2 separate regions of the Hordeum vulgare genome follow, and region 2 is linked to region 1. Evidence: chromatin contacts called from public Hi-C data. All regions are on one chromosome and are shown on one strand. Each heading gives the region's core, a stretch centred on a gene start, on an enhancer-like site or on the middle of the called end of the contact. The rest is flanking DNA. Distances are from core to core; before and after follow the strand shown. Region 1 holds the start of LOC123426368 (U3 small nucleolar RNA-associated protein 6 homolog). Region 2 holds the start of LOC123426370.

Region 1 (4,392 bases), core at 409-2,908:
AAGCTTGGCGCTTGATAGATAATCCCAAGTCTCTTTGTGCCACAATACTTCGTGCGAAATACTTTCTTGATGGCGACTTGCTTAATGCCACTTTGAAGAAGAAGGAGTCCTATACATGACAAAGCATTATGGAAGGAGTGAATACACTAAAGCTAGGATATGTTTGGCGAGTTGGAGATCGACAAAATATTAATATTTGGTTTGATGCATGGATACCATAGTCCCATCTAGATTGTCGGTGGGTGGGAGGGGCAATCAATTGCTCTCTAAGGTGGCTGATTTGATATCTGATTTGATATTCGACCACAGGTTAATGGATTATACAACTAGTTGAGCAGATTTTTTGGCCGGTGGATGTGATTTGTATCCTCTTTATCCCGCTACCATCATATGATATGACAGATTTTGTTGCTTGGAACCTCACAAAAACTGGAGCCTTTTCGGTTAGGTCGGCTTACTATGCAGTATGGAATGATAAATATTTATCAAGGGCTGCAACATATCGTCCTAGTCCGTGAATATAAACCCAATTTGGGATGTTGTGTGGAAACTGGGTTACCCTGCCAAGGTGGATTTTTTCCTTTGGAGAGCTCTTCATGGTACCCTGCCATGCCGTTGTAACCCTAGCTGATAGACATATGAAGGTAAGTACAAAATGCCCAGCCTGCGAGTTGTCTGAGAGCGTTAAACATATGCTTTTCCAATGTCAGAAAACTAGACAGGTTTGGTTGGGTTTGGGATTTGAAGATGCTATTGAGCATGCTTGTAAAGTGGATCATGTGGGCGAGGCGATGCTTGAATATCTCCTTTGTCTTCATGCAGACGAAACACGTGTCCTTGGGCAAGTTAGATCAGACCATCTCATGGCTGTTGCGGTCTGGTACTTATGGTGGGAAAGAACAAAGTTGGTACACGACGAGCAAACGCAGCAACCTACAAATAATCTCTGCTATCCGAGCTGTGACATACAACTTTTCAGCAGCCTATAAGCCTAAGGCAAAGGTGAAAAGGATCATATGGACTCGCCCTAGTGCTGGCTTTGTAAAACTTAACGTGGATGTTGCTTATGATAGTGATTCACTCCGAGCCATTGTGGGTGCTGTATTACGTGACAGTTCCGGAAAGTTCTTGGCGGCAGGGAACAATAATCTAGGGGTTTGTGTGGATGTTCTCATGGTTGAAGCTACTGCTCTTCGCTTTGGTCTGAATCTTGCCCAGTCATTCGAATGCTCTAGGTTAATCATCAATTCTGATGTAATCGCCGCAATGCAAGATGGTGGTACTTTCTCGGGATTGTGTGCTGCTATTTTCGACGATTGTTATCATATGGCTCGATCTATCACAAATCCACTACAAACAATGTCATAAAGAAGAAAATTATGTAGCACATGAATTGGCGAGGATTGCTAGGTTTTATCCACGTGGTACCTGGTTTGATGAGGCACCTACTGCCATTGCCCCTGTGCTTGTAAATGATGCTATTTTGATTGCCACTTAATAAAGGGGTTTGCATTTTTTGTTGTTGCAAAATGGTGCGAGTAAAAATAAGAAATGGCCTCAAGTGGCTAGCCCACCAAGGGCCCGAAGTTTGACCCAACTTGCGTTGCCTCAGCCCAGCAGCCCGCTCAACAGACACCATCCCCTCTCCCACAGCGACGGCGCGACCACCCCCTCTCACTCTTTTCTCTACCATCCTCGTTGCCGTGGCGGCCCTCCCCTCCCCACCCTCCACGCCGCAACCAAAACCCTAAACCCTAGCATCAGCTCCACCGCGCCAGCGCCGAGATGGCGGACGCGGTGCAGTACCGCCTCGAGCGGATGTCCGATGAGCTCGACGACCTCGAGCGCCGGGGCCTCTTCACCCGCGCCGAGCTCGCCGAGGTCGTGCGCCGCCGCCGCGACTTCGAGTTCCGCCTCCGCCGTCACTCCCCGCGCAAGGCCGACTTCCTCGACTACATCGCCTACCTGCTCCGCGTTGACGCGCTCCGCGACCTGCGCAAGCGCGCCATCATACGCGCCACGCCCAACCCTACCCACTCCGACGAGGACAAGGACACAAACGAGGATGGCAAAAAGAGGAGGAGGAAGAAGAAGAAGTGGGCCAAGTCCATCTCCGACTTCGCGGGAGTCCTCCGCGTCCTCGACGTCTACAGGATGGCCACCGTCAGGTTCAAGGGCGACCTCGACCTCTGGTTCCGCTACCTCGAGTTCTGCCGCCAGAAGGGCCACGGCCGGATGAAGCAGGTACGCATCAAATACTTACCTGGCCACAATAGGGCATCAAATAGTTGTGTCCGCGAGGATCAAAGTTGTCAGCTTTTCTATGTAGAGCTCTTCCTGCAGCAACTAATTCGTGGGAAATTGTAGTATTTAGGACTGCAGCGTGGGCACATACAGTGAGGGGTTATGATTGGGTTTCGTCATGCTTGTTTTTCATCGCTGCTGAGTTGCCCTTGTTCTTGACTTGAAAAGTTAAGGTATTAAGTAGCGGGCTAAATAGTTTAGCGGCGGCCTTCCCAGAAGCTATAATAGCTACAGCGAGCTAGAGGAACCTAAACTATCTAGCGGTTTGTAGAAAAAAACATGTCATATATGGTCTAGAAATCAGGAATTTCACCACATTTAGATGAAACAAGGAGGACGAGACAGAGTCGAAGACGAAGGGGAGAAGCAAGTCCCGCTGCCGAAGATTGAAGTCGCCGCCTTCGCTTCCTCTGATCTGATTCGCCGCCGCTGCCAAGAACTGATGTTGGGTTTGTCCTACCGCTAGAGGTGAGCGAGTAAGTGTGTGTGTTTGTGTGTGTGTGTGTTGGGGGGGGGGGGATGCATGATTTTGTACCATCCTGGGTCGGCGGATTTTGGTCTTCCGCCATCTCCACGCCTATTCCTCCCTGCACCGCCTCGTATGCCATGCGCCCTTCTGCACTTGACTCAGCCTAGCTCGCTGGAAACGGCATATTCGAGCGTTCCTAGTTTGGGCTGCTTTAAGGTTCGTGAGAGTGCAAGCCTGTGTATGGTATCAAACGCGTTTTTCTTGCACCCAGTGGGCCAAATGCCTCCCCAATAGATGGATCTAAGCTGCTAAAAACAACGAACACACTCTTACAACCGGGACCCACTCGTCCAATCCGTCCACGATGCACCAGAGAGCTACATTTCTAGGGAGCTTAGTATATTTAGAGATGTAAATTTGTAAACTCATAAATATTTGTCATGGTGTCAGTGAAGGCCAGAGTCCTATGTGGGCACTCACTGCTAGTTGCAGCCTCAGGTGTAGCAGCCGCAGTATGCAGCCTCCTCAGACCCACAGTCTTTTGGGTGCAGAAGAGAGGGGAATGGTTAGTCTAGTCTTTCTAATCATTGGTGCTGGTTTATCGATTGTGTTTTGGGCCGCTGCATGATGGAAACTGGCGCGGGCTTCTTTTCTAGCATTCTGACTGGCAAATTTGGAATAGCGGCGCTAAGCTCCTCCAACTGCTATGGTATTTAGCAGAGGTTAGCCGTGCTTCAGTGGGCGTAGCTGCAGTAGCAGTAGAAACCGCATCGCTGTAGCGGGAGCTCGTCTAAAATGTTATACAGGTGCTATAGCCCGCTATTTTTCCATGCTTGAAACTATGCGATTTTGGGATGAGCACAAACATTTGTTTATGTTTGGGAACTTTGGAAAGTTGAGATGGCTTTCTGAGCACTTTGTATTTGTGAGCCTAGAAATTTAATGCCAATGTAGGATGTGCATTGTAATTTTGGGTGAATATTTATGCCAGGTAAATTGCCTTATGCGTCCAATTGCTATAAATTAGACCGGGAAATCCAACTGCTAGTTCCAGACGTGCATGAAATTTATTAAGGCGCCAGTTCAGTTCTGAAAGTGGTCATGACCTTACTAATTTGGAATGGCCTATGCTGAATGTTTGCCCTCTACAAGCTGGTAAACAGTTGTTGCCGCCCAATAATTCTTTCCTGGTTAATGATGAGTACCCTGATTTGCCTCTCAAACAAGGTGGGGTTACAAGGGTGCCATCTGGGGTTTCAATTCTCAGCAGTAATGTGCATATATATTACCAAGAATGTATTGACAAAGTTGAATCTGGGGTTCCTAGAATAGGCGTAGGGACATCTTGAGCCAAAAGTTAAACCCCTGTACCACTAGCTATGGATTATGGAGGTGGGCCATGTGGCAGTGCTAGTGCTGGCAGCTATCTTGGCGGTGGTTGCTTGGGCGGATACAGGGATATAGGTGGTGATAATGGGATGAATACTTCACGTGATAGGTGCAGCAATTGATCATGGATCCAGATTTGGTGAATAATCACCTATTAGGTGTTGCCGTATCAGTTTGCGGATTTCTGTATGCATTGCCCTCTGAGGGATAAGACAAGAAAGCTGTAGTGG
Region 2 (4,126 bases), core at 1,553-4,052, 230 kb before region 1:
TCAAAGTGGAACTTGAGGCTCCCAAAGCGAGAGACGTCGATTGAGGATCACGCGACGTTGTAAAGTGGCTGCGGCCATTGACGACGAGCTTGAAGGAGCTGAGGGTGAAGGTTTGGCCTGGTATGTAGTCACCAAGCATGAACAGAGATCCGATCTGGATTTGTTCTCCGACGCAACCTGCGGTTGGCGTGCCAGCTGATGGTACGTAGAACTGTCAGTACCCATGGTAGGGTGGCGAACATAATCAAAAAGTGACATAACGGAGTTCACATGATGGGGTACCCAAGTTCGGGCCTTTCAGAGTAGGTAATATCCTATGTCATGTTTGTGATGTGTATTCATGATGTAGTTCCTCATGCGAGGGATTACAATGAAGATGGTGTTTCTTGCTACCGAGAGTATAAACTACAAGTGTAGATGGAAATGGCTAGGACTATCCCCGCCTTATATATATATGGCATGGGCTAGGGTTTACATGAGGGCTTGCTTGATCTTGCGCCGCCGCCACCTTGGCTTGCTCACCAAGATGCTGCCTCAATCTATCCGATCCTGCGGGTTCCCTTTTTCGTGGGTTTCATCTCAGCTGCATGAGCCCTGGGGCAGGCCCACTACCGTGCTCCCCTTTGAGTGACTATTGGTATCTATCCGTCACAACGTGCCCAAGTGTGGTAGTGCCTTGCAATTATCTATAGCTCTGTCGGATTTGCGCGATGAAATAAACCATGCGACAAGTAAGCTCCGGGGCCGACCGAGTGTCGACGGCTGAAATGATCATGTTGACTCTCTCGTGTTGGTAGAATAGTGGGATATTGAAGATCCAACTGTCCAGTGTTTGATTGTAGCCGGCGTTGTTCTCCGCGCAAGGGGTGATGAAGGAGCGCAAACGCATACAATATCTCTGTACCGATCAAAGTGGAACTTGAGGCTCCCAAAGCGAGAGACGTCGATTGAGGATCACGCGACGTTGTAAAGTGGTTGCGGCCATTGACGACGAGCTTGAAGGAGCTGAGGGTGAAGGTTTGGCCTGGTATGTAGTCACCAAGCATGAACAGAGATCCGATCTGGATTTGTTCTCCGACGCAACCTGCGGTTGGCGTGCCAGCTGATGGTACGTAGAACTGTCAGTACCCATGGTAGGGTGGCGAACACAATCAAAAAGTGACATAACGGAGTTCACATGATGGGGTACCCAAGTTCGTGCCTTTCAGAGTAGGTAATATCCTATGCCATGTTTGTGATGTGTATTCATGATGTAGTTCCTCATGCGAGGGATTACAATGAAGATGGTGTTTCTTGCTACCGAGAGTATAAACTACAAGTGTAGATGGAAATGGCTAGGACCATCCCCGCCTTATATATATATGGCATGGGCTAGGGTTTACATGAGGGCTTGCTTGATCTTGCGCCGCCGCCACCTTGGCTTGCTCACCAAGATGCTGCCTCAATCTATCCGATCCTCCGGGTTCCCTTTTTCGTGGGTTCCATCTCAGCTGCATGAGCCCTGGGGCAGGCCCACTGCCGTGCTCCCCTTTGAGAAGCCATTACGGTGTACTACACCGTCAATAGGGATTGATATGAGTGACACATTAGGAAAGGAAGTGAAAGAAAGGGTAAGAGTGGTTTGAAGACAACGAAATGATAAAAACCACTTATCTCAGTTCAATTCTTCCTTTCGTTTGTCTAATAAATAGACGAAAGGAAATATTGCTGATCAAGACCTAAAATTGCATCCTCAACCCAACAAACCTCCCAAGATTTTCTTTTGATTTGCGATATTCCAAACATTCGAACCAATCCTCGGACATTTGAGACATTTAAAGATGTTTTGGTACGCGATGATGTTGGAGTTGCCCTAACACTTGTAAATAACAAATTTAGTTTTGAGGAGAATACACAATTCAGTTGGTATTACCCATACCTGACCAAACGGGCCCGACACGGCACGACCGCTGCGTCTCCAGACCCAGACACAACCCGATTATTAAATGGATCGACGTGTTGGTCCGATTAACACGCTAGGTCGTATATTTTTAACCCATGAGCTTATTTTTAACATATTGAGTCATATATTATGTATATATATATATATATTAAAAAAATCTAAATATATATATAAAAATAAATGGACCATGTCGTGTCAGCCTGCGTGTCCAGCCTCCAGGCGTAGGCACGACCCAAGGCATGTTGTGTGCATGGCACAAATCTGTTTAAGTCGTGCCGTGGCTGGCCATGGCAGACCTGGCCAAACGGGTCGACCCGGCACGACCCGGCCCGACCCACCATAATCGTGCCAGGCACGACACGGCATGCCTTGGCCCGATTATTAGCCGGGCCGTGCCGTACCGGCCCACCGGCGCAGCCTCCCGGCCCAGGCACGACACGAAGGCTATACGGGCCGGCCCGTAGGCACGCCTGGCCCGCTAGCCTATTTTTTAGGCTATTATTGGACTGATTTTGGCTTGTTAGACTGTTTATTGGGCCTATTTTAATATATTGGGTTGTGTTTTGGGCCGATTTTGGTCTATATTAGGTTTTTTTTATCCTATATTTATATAAAAAATAAACGTGCCGTCCCGCGTGCCCAGCCCTCAGGCCCAGGCACGGCCCGAGGCGTGCCGCGTGCCTGGCACGACCCGTTTAAATCGTGTCGGGCTGGGCCCATGACGTGCCGGCATGGCGGGCCGGCCTGTTTAGCCCGGCCCGTTTGGCCAGGTATAGGCCATGGCGGGCCGTGCGGACCGGCTCGCGGCCGGCCTGTCCGTTTGGCCAGCTATAATATTACCTTATCGTAGTGTAAAGTTATCAAATCCCCTTATAAAAATCCAGAAAAGAAGAGGATGGAATCAAACTTGAACACCTTACCCTCCGCACGTTAGCAATTGCGATTGCGGCGCACCACACGACCACAACAACCCCTCTTCCTCCTCCCTCATCTCTCTCTTCGCGCTAACCAATCCGAGTACAACTCGCCGTACGCGCACGCCCACATAGGCAGATCCAATCCAACTGTACAAAAAGCACCGCCGTCCGCCGCTCACGTGGAAGAGGGAGCGAGAGCAGCCGAGAGGAGAAGGTAACACTGGCTTCTTCTTCTTCATCTTCTTCTTCTTCTTCTTCGTTATCGTCTCCTTCCTTTAGTTAGATTCTAGTGGATTCATGTTGTTAGATTTGGTTTTACTGTTTCATGATCTCTGCTCGACCATACATGCTAGATAGATTCGGGCTGTTTCTCGGTTCGTCAGGCCGGGCCCCGTTCTTGATTTCAGCTGCCGATTCCCGTTCTTTGATTTGGTTTCCTCCAAGCAAGAACACTGGGATGGTCCATATCGAATTGGATTCGACACGAATCTATGGCCTGGCTACTCGAATCTAATCGCGTTGTAGTGGAAGCTAGCTGTACGGTGGCTTAATGGGTAGAATCGCGACTTTGTTTTGATTCTTTCTCTTTGATTTAATCCCAGATATTTTAAAATAGCTGCACTGAGCATAATACTACTACTCCTTCCCACCATCGTTACCAGATTTTTCATATTGAAAAGGCTCATTAATAATTATTATAGCAGTGCAAAAGTTGTATCTTTCGGCTGTAAAATACAGTGAAAGGACATTGACGTGTCAGCTTCTGTCTCGTGCAAGTCGTGACATGCGAACGGGAAAACAGGAAAAAGTGCCCTTCGCTTGCTTCCCCCGCTCACGGGAGGAGAGAAAGTGTGGTGTGGAGGGACTTCTGGGGTTGAGGTGCAGGATCTCTCAAATCACAATAATTGTGATCGGAATCAGTGACATCAAGAACCCTTTCTGTTTGGATCTTGTCCTTTTTGTTGCAACTTGCAAGGTACTGTAGTATATATTGGCGATAATTGTGGACTCTACCAACTCAGGTTTGCTTGGACTTGTTATAGTCTCAGTCGAATAGCAGTGGCATGCATATGCTTTGTTCTTGCATGGAACTGAACATTTTGTACTCGGTGATGATTAAGTTTATCATTAGTTCAAGAAATGGTTCTCCTTAGTGCTACCTCTGTTCACTAATGCTGAACGTTTTCGCTTGCAAGACACTCTTATATTGTGGGACGGAGGGAGTGTATGTTTAAGATGCTAAAACCATACGTAGTGGAACATTTCA

Evidence for each region. A called contact is a pair of places that touch in the nucleus more often than the background predicts.
Region 2: a contact with region 1 is called in a Hi-C map of seedling, with 4 times the contacts expected there. The contact joins the promoter of LOC123426370 here to the promoter of LOC123426368 in region 1. A contact is called at or near these places in 2 of 6 Hi-C or Micro-C datasets (leaf and seedling).

The regions. Positions count from the first base shown.
Region 1 is chr2H:383,496,279-383,500,670 of MorexV3_pseudomolecules_assembly, reverse strand. LOC123426368 (U3 small nucleolar RNA-associated protein 6 homolog) reads left to right here and starts at 1,658. Exons shown (of 6, transcript XM_045110179.1): 1 at 1,658-2,244. The coding sequence starts at 1,786.
Region 2 is chr2H:383,725,437-383,729,562 of MorexV3_pseudomolecules_assembly, reverse strand. LOC123426370 reads left to right here and starts at 2,802. Exons shown (of 5, transcript XM_045110181.1): 1 at 2,802-3,073.